3 separate regions of the Zea mays genome follow, and all the other regions are linked to region 2. A link is a contact called in public Hi-C data. All regions are on one chromosome and are shown on one strand. The core of a region is the stretch at or near the end of the contact, and the rest is flanking DNA. Distances in the headings are between cores, read along the strand shown.

What was found. Hi-C and Micro-C count contacts between places; a contact is called where the count stands out from the background.
Region 1: a contact with region 2 is called in a Hi-C map of endosperm, with 1.7 times the contacts expected there. The contact joins the promoter of LOC103630776 here to the enhancer-like site in region 2. A contact is called at or near these places in 3 of 25 Hi-C or Micro-C datasets (ear, endosperm and leaf).
Region 3: a contact with region 2 is called in a Hi-C map of tassel, with 1.5 times the contacts expected there. The contact joins two enhancer-like sites. A contact is called at or near these places in 2 of 25 Hi-C or Micro-C datasets (ear and tassel).

What each region holds. Positions count from the first base shown.
Region 1 is chr6:177,731,244-177,735,276 of Zm-B73-REFERENCE-NAM-5.0, forward strand. LOC103630776 (putative cyclin-dependent kinase F-2) reads left to right here and starts at 1,270. Exons shown (of 1, transcript XM_008651839.3): 1 at 1,270-3,018. The coding sequence starts at 1,803. The coding sequence ends at 2,909. LOC103630775 (auxin-like 1 protein) reads left to right here. Exons shown (of 8, transcript XM_008651838.3): 6 at 1-28; 7 at 115-291; 8 at 371-642. The coding sequence ends at 406.
Region 2 is chr6:177,983,577-177,987,575 of Zm-B73-REFERENCE-NAM-5.0, forward strand. No RefSeq gene overlaps it. Among protein-coding and RNA genes, the nearest start is that of LOC100191988, 60 kb to the left of the region's middle. Within about 2 kb of position 2,110, at least 18 of the 20 cell types and tissues checked have an H3K27ac peak or open chromatin away from gene starts, as enhancers often do. A contact at or near this core is called in ear, endosperm, leaf and 1 more, where this site is marked.
Region 3 is chr6:178,143,034-178,147,477 of Zm-B73-REFERENCE-NAM-5.0, forward strand. No RefSeq gene overlaps it. Among protein-coding and RNA genes, the nearest start is that of LOC103630784, 38 kb to the left of the region's middle. Within about 2 kb of position 2,933, at least 16 of the 20 cell types and tissues checked have an H3K27ac peak or open chromatin away from gene starts, as enhancers often do. A contact at or near this core is called in ear and tassel, where this site is marked.

The DNA of each region.
Region 1 (4,033 bases), core at 20-2,519, 250 kb before region 2:
GAGGGCCCTGCTATCCACATTGCAATATGTAAGCAGCTAAATTTCATGCATCCTTAAACCCGTAACATAGAACATGGAAAAGGTTATCACGTGTCGCTCTGTTTCCCCTGGCAGATTCTTGGTGCCGATAGTGGCTGGCAACCGGTGCCACTAACAGATCTCATTACAGCGGTTGCTGTGAAGAAAGCTTACAGGAAGGCAACCCTATGTGTCCATCCAGATAAACTACAGCAGAGGGGCGCTACGATCAGACAGAAATACATATGTGAGAAGGTTTTTGATCTTCTTAAGGTATGTGCTCTGTCCACATTGAATGCTCTGGTTATTTGGAAGTTGGATCTCTGCTCACCTGCTGCCACCTGTTTTGCAGGATGCTTGGAACAAATTCACTTCGGAGGAGCGCTAGGGTGGCGGGGGTGCTAGAGCGGCCGTTTATTTTGAGGCAGGCGATTCGTATATTTTCTATAGCGACGTCGTCAGTTTCTTGATTCAAAACTGATTGTAAATATGCAGTTGTAGCCCTAGATATCCGTGTCAGAAACACAGCGCAGATGATGCTGGTTAGTACCTTATCTCAGAATCAGTTCAGCAAAAAGAGCTCCATTGCTCGTAAGTTTCCAAGCCCGCGCGGTGGGTCGAAAACTGCCCAATGCATTGGTCAGATGGATCCTTTACGGTAGAGTTTCAGGTAGTTAGAGAATAGGGATGACTGACACGATTGGTCGGTCGGACGGAAACAGCCGGCTCTTCTAGCTCCGGAAACCTGTCGTAGGACTTGCCCCCGTCCAAAAAAGAGAGATAAAATTCTAGTTCCATCTAAACAAAGTGTTCTAGAATTTAATCAAATCTATAAAAATGATTTATCTCAATGTTACATTATTGTAACTAAAAAACGGCCTATATAAATGAAGGTAACAATATCTATTATTAAATATCTTAGTCCGATCGTGAACGATTTATTTGGTTGAAAATATCCTCTCCATAAGAGAATTAATGTGGTGTTATTTTGTATCATTTCAAGTAATATACGGACATCCACGTGAAAGTAGACTAGTTGTTGTTGTTCTTGTTGTTGTTGTTATTATTATTATTATTATTATTATTATTATTATTATTATTATTATTATTATTATTATTATTATTATTATTATTATTATTATTATTATTATTATTATTATTATTATTATTATTAAGAGAACAAAAAAAGTAAGAAGACAAACATTTGGCGTTAGAAAAATATTCTTTCTAGAGTGGAAGGAGCATTATCATCTCTTAGATTTTAGGAAAAAAACCAAAATAAATCATAGGGTGTGTAATAACCTTACCATAGCAGGAACGGCCGCGGTCCATTGCGATGGCAATCTGATGGGGTGAGTTGACGGCCGGTGGTGGTGCGCTCACAGCAGCGGCGAGGCAAGGAACAGAAAATGTGACGGGGTTTCGCCGGCGGTGGATATGGATGAAACATATTGATTTTTTCAAGGTGAATATCCAAAATACTACCCTCCCTCTCCCTCCCCACGCGTGAAAGAGAGAGAGCGTTGTACATGTCTGTAGAAGTTGTTATGCATGCAATCCGCTCCGGACGCTTTCCGCTTTCCGCGTCTCCAAAGTCCAAACACAGCCACGGCCCACGGTTGTTGCTCTATATATTCGTCCTGTCCTGGATCCAAACCTCATCCATTTCGCCTCCAGCACCGCTAGCTATCTGACTTCTCGTCCCCTACGCCGCCACGCTTGCCTCCGATCCATCACCACCCGCCCGCCCGTCATTCTGCTGCGATCCTCGCCACCGGTTTGCGATGCTCGCCAAGCGCGTTGCTGCCATCAGCTTCTTGCTCGACCGCGACGACGACGACTCCTCCGGCGCGGGGGCGGGGTGGTGCAAGCGGCGCCGTCTCTGGACGACAGCGGACTACGAGACGACCCGGGTGCTCGGGGAGGGCAGCTTCGGCGCCGTCGTCGAGGCGCGGCACCGCGCCACGGGTCAGGCCGTCGCCGTGAAGACACTCCGCGCGCCAGCTGGTGCTGGGGCGGAGGCGGAGGCGGGGGCCAAAGCTAGCGCGAACGCCGTCGCCTCCAAGACGCTGCAGGAGGCCGAGCTCCTCGCGGCCTGCCGCGGCCACCCGTCCCTGGTCGGCCTGCACGCGATCGCCATCAGCCCCGCTACGGCCGAGATCGCGCTCGTGATGGAGTGCGTCGGTCCCAACCTCCACGACGTACTCAACGGAAGCCGCTACCGCGCCGGCCGCCCGTTCACGGAGCAGCAAGTGCGGCTCATCATGCGGCAGCTCCTGGCCGGGGCCAAGCACATGCACGCGCGCCGGATCATGCACCGGGACATAAAGCCCGGGAACATCCTTGTCGGCTCCGGCTCCGGCGCCGGCGCCGATGACCGCGAGCCCGTCTCCGTCAAGATATGCGACCTCGGGCTCGCCGCCTCGATCACCAAGCCGGCGTACGGGCAGGCCGGCACGGTCCGGTACATGGCGCCGGAGATGCTCCTGGGGAAGCCCGACTACGACGCGATGGTGGACATGTGGTCCCTCGGCTGCGTCATGGCGGAGCTCCTCACCGGGAAGCCGCTCTTCGACGGGGAGGACGACATGGAGGTGCTCAGCTTGATATTCGGCGTGCTCGGCGTGTCGGAGCGGACGACGTGGCCGGCATTCAAGTCCCTCCCGCTCGCCGCCATGGTGCCCCTGCCGCCCGTCCGCCACCCCAGCATGCTGCCGAAGCTCTTTCCCAAGAAGCTCCTGTCCGCGGATGGATTCGGCCTCCTGCAGCGGCTCCTCTCCTGCGACGCCGACAAGAGGCCGTCGGCGTCGGTCGCGCTCCGAAGCCCGTGGTTCACTAAAGACACGGACTCTGCTGCTTCAGTTTCTGCTACAGCAAAGATGGCTCAATGATCTGATCTAGAAGAAGATTGTCTAACGTATTACTATACGCGTACTAACCGACAGTTATGAACTTATGATAGATTGATTGTTATATGCTTTATTTTATGAACTTGTTTGTTCATCCGGATGCCATTATTTTATTCATTCTATCCTTGGTAGATGGTTTTTTCTGGACATTGACATAGTCTCGAAAAAACAACTACGAATAACATGCACGAGAAGCAATTCGACTTGGTTGTCAATCCAAAACAGCACAACTAACAAACTGAACAAACAAAAAGCTTAACGATCACCATTTTTCCGTATTTATGTTCCTACAGAGAAGGACCGATTTTTCTTGATTGCAGCCCCACCACCACTGGTTTGTTCAAAATGCCTCGTTGCTCTGTATGAATCCACAAGACTGCAACCGAGTGGCTGGCCACGCGGAACTAGAAAACATAAGGATTTTGGAAACCTCACAAAATTATCTGCTACCTGAAACATTCTCCAAGAACTTATTCTGAAAGAGACTTCCGAGCAAGAAAGAAGTACGTGCCGATTCTGCTTTGGTTAAAAAAAATCAGACTTACTTCTCACCCTCTACAAGACCTTCTCTCAATGCATTGTGGGGGCAAGACCAATGTACTCCAATGCCTAGGCCTAAAAAAATATCAACAAGTGCTCAAATGGCCATTCATTAAAAAAAAAGCCTTTTTTATTGTTCAGAACAAATCGGGCAGTATTTCTAACAAATGATTTATCTATAAGTAAAATGAACTAAAAATTGGCATGGATCCAAGCGCAACTAGCAGGCCAAGGGGGAATCCTCAACTAGATCCTTATCCCAAACAACCTGCATGAAGAAAACGACTTATACACCTACACGGATAATAAGATGTAAAACTACAATAATATATTGCTTTGTCAGTTGTGTATTTAACCTGTCATATAGGAATGGTGTATATGTGCAATGTAAAGGTGAGAACATTGGGACAACGACATATGCTTACTGTAGCTTGACCAAATCACATGTTCAACTAACTCCAGTCGAGCGATTGAGCTCCTGAACATCAAAGAATCAATATGAATCAATTGTGGTCTCAAATAACTTTTCCCCTGGTTATCTGGTTCTCATTATCTTTCAACCCAGT
Region 2 (3,999 bases), core at 860-3,359:
CACAGTTTACTGACATCTTCACCAAGGGTCTTCCATCTTCCGTCTTCACTGAGTTTCGGACTAGTCTGAACGTTTGACCTCCTCCCGCTCCGACTAAGGGAGAGTGTTCGACGGCTTGCTCATGCACCCGCTACCGTCAGGTGACCTGGATGAGCAACATTAGCTGCATCATCACCGGCTCCATTTGCATGCACGTCCAGGTGCATTGCCCTTCACCGGTGTAATCATTTAGCATCTCATGATTAGCTCCTTCCATGTATAGTTGCATGTAATCTAGGATTGCTTGTCGTGATTGTTGCTATCACTGGCTATTTGTATCTGCCAATGTAAGGGAACAGAGTATCGTGTGAATCATTCTCTCTGTAATACACCTTCACACTTTCAGCCAGCCGTAGCTAGCAAGCTCCTGCTGACGCTCCCCATGGCATCCTTCCGATTTGGCCTCGCCACCACCTTCCTCCTCCTCGCCGTTCTGTCCCTCCACTCCACCATGGGCGAGACCGAGGTCCCCCGAGCAAGCTTTGCCCATGAGCCCAAAGAAGATCCTGCTGCTTATCGTCGCACCTACATCGTCTTCGTCTCGCCACCCGTGAATGCCGACGCCATGAGCCGAAGCGCGCATCGCCAGTGGCACGAGAGCTTCCTGCCTACCACCACCGAGCAGCTGACGGATGAGTCTGGGTCCACCGGCGACACGCGCCTGGTGGGCTCGTACACGGCAGTCTTCCATGGGTTCGCCGCCCGGCTCACCGAAGCCGAGCTTTCGGCGGTGGCGAAGCAGCCGGGCTTCCTACGCGCGCTCCCCGACCGCAAGCTGGAGCTCTTCACCACGCGCACGCGTCGTTCCTCGGGCTTAGCAGGGACGAGCACCGGTTCTGGAGCGACGCCGGCTACGGCAGCGGAGTCGTCATCGGCGTTGTGGACTCGGGGATCGACGGCAAGCATGTCTCTTTCCGCGACGACGGGGTCCCGGAGCCACCAGCCAGGTGGAACGGGGCCTGCACAGGCTCTGAAGAAGACACCGGCCGGTGCACTCGCAAGCTCGTCGGATCCAAGTCCTTCGTCCGAGGTTACGACCCCTCCGACGACAGCATTGGCCACGGCACGCACGTCGCAGGGAACTTCGTCGAAGGTGCGTCACTCCCTGGCGGCCTAGGCTCCGGCACGGCCGCGGGGATCGCACCTCATCGCCGTGTACAAGGTGTGTCATGATGATTGTTAGAGTTATAGATGGAATGCCATCATAGTCTTCCGCCTTCACGGTATTGGCTGTATAGCAGTAATTGATATGATTGGTTCCTAATATAGCAGTGATTGATATTGACCGGTTCTTACTTCTATAAACCGGCCTATATGACTGCTATATATATTGAGTCTCGGCCACCAATGTAATTATCAAAAAAGATTATATGAATACAATCATGCTTTCATGGTATCAGCCGTCGCTCCTGCGACCTTTCTATTTCCGTTTCCGTTGTAGCTTCTCAGCGATGTCATGACGCCCGGCGCATCCGCGCGTCACGTCTGGCTCGCCATCGAAGATCAGTTCGTCGGCAACAAGGAGACCCGTGCACTCATCCTCGACGCCGAGTTCCGTAACTTTGTGCAAGGTGACCTCTCTGTCTCTGATTACTGCCGCAAGCTCAAGTCTATGGCGGACTTCCTGGGCGATTTGGGCGAGCATGTCCCTGACCGAACTCTTGTTCTGTCCGTCCTACGCGGTCTGAATGAGAAGTTTGTGTACATGGGCGCCATTCTCAAGCGACAGAAGCCGTTCCCCTCCTTCACTGAGGTCAAGAATGATCTCCTGGTTGAAGAGATCTCCATGGCCAGACCTTCGGCACCCTCGCAGGCACTCGTCGCCACTGCTCCTCGTTCTTCTGCCGGACCGGCTCAGGGGTACGCCACTGCTCCTCGTTCTTCTGCCGGACCGGCTCACGGTACCCCTGCTTCATCTCATCATCCAGGGCCCAAGAAGAAATACAAAAACAAAAAGCATAACAGCTCACCAGCTTGGCCTTCATTTTACAATCCATGGACTGGGCTTATTCAGATGTGGCCGGGGGCGCCTGTGGGCCGCTTCCTGGCTACCGCTCCCCTGGCCTCGTGCAACAGTCGCCACGGGGTGTTGTTTCGACGCTCCAGCCAGGACCTCAATCGGCCTTCCTCGGTGGGCCAGTTGGGCCTTCTTTCGCTGGCCATGGTGGGCTATTGCCAAGCCAGCCGGTCCTGCCCACACCGACCGGTGCATTCGGTGCACCGCTTCCTAAGAACTATTGAGAACTACGTTACCACGGATCACCAGATCCGCTCCCTTCCCTCCCGTCAGCGGCAGAGGCGCAAGAAGATGTAGAAAACCCGTCTCCTTTCCCATAAGCACGACAGAGGAAACACACGAGACACATGATATAGGGTTGGGCCTCTGGCCTCTTTCTGATCTCTGTATTCCATATGAGGGGTACATGTTCTATATATAGAGACGCGATAGCCCTCAGGGCTATATTCGGTATTTGCTCACATAACTCTTCATTAGGGTTTCTCAACACTCCCCCTTGGGCGAATACCGCGACCAACACATGCCTCGTTAAAACTCCAAAAAACCCAGTGGGAAAAATATGGAGAAAGAGTGCATGGTGATACAAATTGCATTTACACTTTGTTGCCTCGTTAAAAATCTCATGTGAGAAACTTCAAGAAAACTCATCAAGGGAAAAAGAGTACAACAGTTGTCATCGGGACAGATTTCGATCATCTGGGATCTAGATTCTACCGAATCTTCTACAAAGGCTAACTTTAGAAATGTGCTCCCCCTGAACCTTGCAAAACTGTATCAATAAGGCAAAACATCTTCTTCTGGAAGTATATGCACATAAAGATTTAGCAAACGGATTGCATATCCTTGCAAGGACTATTTCAGGAACTTTACCTCTACTCACTTCTAAAATATTCGAGGTAAGTGCACGTATCAATATAAATAAGCCACTTTGACTGATGGTATTCGATCGACTGGATCTATATATTTGATAGAAAGTTCCATAAAGGTTCACATATTGATCATCAAGCTCACGCCTTCAGGACATAGAATATGACATTTATTGTCTCACGATTGTGATCAATATAAGCATTCGCTCCCCCTGATGATGACATCTGTCAAAGTCGTTATCCCTCATAACTCAAGCATATTCTTCAAGATATATGTCTCATTGTTCATCTGGAATAACAAGAATGGATGAGGTTGGGGTGCTATCATTTTCTATCTTACACCATAATTTATACATAGTTGTGCAAAGCAAGTAACATGTCCTTCAATAGGACTTAGGGGGCAATATAGTTGCAATAGTACATATTCTAAATATGACACATCGCTCCAGGCGTTCATCCATTGCAACATCTATGATGGTGTAACAAAAGTCCATCAAAGATCGTAATCTATCAGGGATTTTTCATCGACAAGATACATCGTTATAGTCTGTCATTCTGGCACAATGGGGATATTTTGCCAGTGACACCTAAACCTTATAGGTTTCTGCCATCAGAGCTTTAAAGGATACCGTAATTCCACATCTAGTGGAAATTACCATGAGTAAAACTCATGGAATGCACATGTGCTTATTCGGTAAACTTCAAGTCCTTTGGTACCTCATCTTATTCCTTTTCGGGTCTATATGGGTCTTTATCCCTTTATAGGGATTATCAAACTTTGGTGTTTAACACAGACTTTATTTCTTCTGGAAAAGTTCCATCAAGGAACTATAATCTCATCTAGGAGATATTCTCTCTACATAGGAGAGTGATCATTCATCAGGAATGTATTATATAGTACGAGATTTATATGTTGCATATTTATAATTCAAAGATATGAGTCCCCGTAGGATCTCATGCGGATCTTCAGAATCCTATTAACTGCATATTTTAATTCATGCCATTTGCCAGATATATTACATAGCGGAACAGTGTTTATTCAACACATACGTGGGATGGGTCTCTCATGAGACCACT
Region 3 (4,444 bases), core at 1,683-4,182, 160 kb after region 2:
GGGCTGCGACCCGCGCGCTGGACGTTGCTGGGGGCCGTCTGATGCTGGCGGCGGCTGCTGCCTAGGGGCAGCGACAGAGCTCATGATCGTCGAGACCTTTGATACCAGATTGGTAGGAGCTGTGTTCCCTATGCTGATGATATGTTTCCGTTGCAACGCACGGGCATCCACCTAGTTAACATTTACGTACAACTCAATCAAATACTATGAAAATATGTTCAAAGATCAAGCTAAGGACATCGCAAGTGGCCGTGTCCGTTTGCAGAAAATTTGGTCAAAGTTGAGAACCTTTTGCCAAGTGCCCTTGGATGGTTTTCAGTGGGCGGTGGTGGATGCTGCTACCAACAGGAAATGGCTTTTTGGAATCTGTCACTTTGTGCTCATGCCTTCTTCTTTTCTTCTTCTTCTTCTTCGTGGTGCTGCCTCTGCTTGTCTGCTAAGCATGTGTGGCACCAGCCTGACCCGGTGACCCTACATGTCCCTGTCCGCTGGTTCCAATTCATATCATCATATATGGATGGATGCTGGAAAATTCTGGAATGCCCAAGCAGTCGATGTGTCGGATGCTTGTTCTTGCTTGTACGAGAGAGACGGTTGGTTTGGTGTTGTGTTGTGTTGTGCTGGATCAGACTGCACCACCAGACCAGGCCGCGGTGGAATGATTCACCCGAAAAAGGCCATTTCGGGAACAGGTCAGGTTCTTGTTTCGATCCGTTACATTGCATTCTTTTTGCTCGCTTGTGGTTTGGCTTCGTACAAAACAAATGCATAGGTTTCAGATAGCTTCGTACGAACAAACACATGTAGAGATTTCACTTTTCAGACTGTATTTTCTTCAGAGAGACAGAGAGAGAGACAGACAGAGAGAGATGATATTCAGAATCGGACGGCCTTCGTGAATGAAGACCTAGACTGCAGGCAACCATCGTCGTTAAAAATACAGGAAATATATTTTTTTGCGTGCTTGAAAAAAAATAGCTATGCGTTTCTCTTCCCTCGTGTTTTCTAAAACGTTTGCACAAGTTTAGGTCTCGTTTCTTCTCGGAAGGTGAGGGACTCAAAAGAAAATATAGGCTAACTAAATAGAGTATATTGTGCGCATCCAAGGCTTTGGGGGTCTTGTCATCCTAGATCTGAGGTTACAAAATAGATGTCTTCTAAGTAAATGGCTTTTTAGACTCATTGATGAACAAGGTATCTGGTAATGTCTCTTTCAAAATAAGTATCTAAAAAAATAAAACAATAACCCAAGTAGAACACATGTTCGGTGATTCTCACTTTTGGTCCGGACTCATGGAGGTAAAACGGGACTTTATGAGAATGAGTCATTTTGTGTTAGGGGATGGTACACATATTTAATTCTAGGAAGATAAATGGTTGGGGTCTGTCCCTTAGAAAGACCAATTTCCAGATATGTACAACATTGTGAGAAAGAAAAAAGGCAACGGTAGCTAATGTTTTATAACATTATCAGCTTAATGTGGCATTTCGTCGGTCGCTTAATATAAATAATCTAGCTGCTTTGAATCAGATAGTAGCTAGAGTATTTACTATTAGTCTAGCTGATCAAAGAGATACGTCTGTATGGGATTTTCTCCTGCAAGGTCAGTTTACGGTCAGCTCTATGTATAGGGCTTTGGTCGTTCCGAACATTGTTTCGAGAAACCACCCCATCTGGGATTTAAAGCTACCTTTGAAGATTAAAATTTTTATGTGGTACTTAGTTAAAGGCATAGTTCTAACAGAGGATAATTTAGCAAAAAAACAGTGGAAAGTAAGTATTAAATGTTGTGGATGCAACTTAGATGAATCCATTCAACACCTTTTCTTTGACTGTCATATGGCTAGATGTGTTTGGAGAGATGTACAAATTTCATTGAACATTACTTCACCTTCGTGCATCCAACATATGTTTGGCACTTGGCTAAAAGGTTTAACTTATAGACTTAAGAGTCTGATTTGGGTTGGATCATGTGCCCTCTGTTGGGCTATATGGTTAAGTCGTAATGATGTGGTTTTTGATAATGCACAAGTTTCCACTCCCTTGCATGTCACCTTCAGAGGAACACATTGAATAAAGTCCTGGACACTGTTGCAGAAGGAGAATAGACCTTAATTAAAATGGGGCTGTCGTGTGCTTAAAACGACAATGATGGAGATCTTTTCAAATAATGGATGGTCTTTTATCATAGATTGAGAGCTTAAATTCACGAAACCTTTATAGAATACGAGATTTTTGTTCCAAGGTAGAACCCCTATGTTTGTGAGTTTGACAGCCACATGTATCAACCGATACAGAAGCTGGAATATTAATAATATTCCTTTTTTCTAAAAATATTTTCCTAATATAAAAAAAGAGTTTCTTAGTTATAGCTTAATAATAATCCCTTTTCTAAAAATGTTTTTTCTAATATTTAAAAAAGAGTTTCTTCGTTATAGCGCAACGTCCATTTTTTCTGAATTCTCAAGAGTTAGAATCATCGGTGTCCAACAAAAAAAATATGGAGTCTGATTCTATAAGTTCCCTGCTCTGCAATGCTCGGACACGTTTGGTAATCATTAGGGCATCTCTAAAAGCTCTCCAGAAGTCTCCCCTAAATCCAGTTTTTTAGAGAAAAAAAATAAAAACGTATCTCCAACAGTTCCCCTAAAGCGCTCCTAACTTTTTTATAGCTCTTAAAACTCCCTCATTTGTAGCTACAAATGAGGGGGTTTAGGGCTCACGAGAAACAATCTACTACTTTAAGGGATTTGTTGGAGAAAAAATTTAAATCTATCTTCACTAGTTATTTAGATGTCTCTTAAAACTGATTTTAAGGAGTTTTCTGGTGAGCTTTTTAGAGACGCTCTTCATAAGTCGTCACAAGTATATTTTGGGACTGGCCTGACACACTAGCACAGAATGCCCATTTCATGAGGAAACTTGGCCTGCTTGCAGCATAGCCCTCGGCCCGAATCAGCCCAAAAATGTTTGGCCCAGATTTAACATAAACCTTGCGTGGGCTGTGGGCAGCATGATCAAGTTCGGGACGAATAATGTGGGAGCGGCGCCGTGGTGCATGAATCAGCGGCGGGAGCCACGGAATATGACGATAACGGTCGGGTGTCACACGATTTCGGACTTCCCCTCCCCTTCGAGCTTTGTTTCGCGTCTAGGGAAAATGGGATAAGCTGCGGAAGGCCAAATGCCTTAGCCTAGAAGCAAAGGTACAAACTACAGACGAGTACGTGCCCAGCAGCTACAGACGAGTACGTGTTGTATCTGCATTTGTTTGTTCATACGTTGGTGTTGTTCAAAAAACCATTCGACGGTTATAAATGGTCGGCCCGTTCGGTTGACACGGAATAGAAGACCGGAACTGTTCCTACCCAGATTGCTTCTTTAATTTATATAAGTTTTGATCAACATGAACAATTCTTGGTGCATTCCTGCAGAAACGAACGGGTCCTAAGGCTATCTTCGACATATCTCCTATCTTATCTCTTATATATGACATCCCCTATTTCAAACTTTACTCTACAAACAGAGTTACATAGTATTATCGACAGTTCCACGTCTCTTATTTATTACCTCTGCTGGAAACAGTCTAACCATATTATATTGAAGCTCTATTTGGTTAGTTTTTTTTAACATGTTTTAATTTTCTTAAAAGCAAAATTCAAAGAGGAATTAAGATAGAACAGTCCTCGTAAAAAAAGGCATTCGATTCAAAATATTCTAAAGTGGGCGGGAAGAAAAGCACTTAAATAAATGACCTTTGGTTCGTAGTTTTAGTTCCAAAAGTATCAAAGCATGTGCTAATGAGAGGTGTTAGACTATCTCCAACAGACTCTTTATCTCACTCCTTATTTCAAACTTCACTCTATAAACAGTGCAATTTATAGTACAGAACAATACTTTGCACGACTCTTTACACGACCTGCTAATATCGCTCGAAAAGGAGCAAAAAGTAGTAAAATTTATCGTTTTTTGCTTTGGTTCGAAATTTAAAAATCGATCTGATTTTCTGTGTATTCCAGTTTAGAATTTAAAAATATAAAGTCAAACTTTGATCAACAAAATGGTTTTCTGAATTTCAAAACGAAAATGTAATCCCTGGTCAGTCCCATATCTAAATTTCAAGGGCACTAGATTTCCTCCTGTTTTGGTAGGTAATACCAACGATGACTAAATATCCTTTGCAGGTAAATTCAAAATAAGATCACCCAAAACTTAATTGGTCACAAGTACTTGTCTATACATCTATTCGATATAATCCACATGTTTCAACTTTGCAAAACCCATCTAACAAATCACCACACACTTATAACCTCTGCTAAATCCACTAAACAAACTACACTCACATATAACACACCCTCGAAAATAATGATTCAGATCGTTGGGTAACCCTACCGTATCTTCCTTACTTAAATCAAATGATCAATGGTCGTGTTTGTTTCAGCT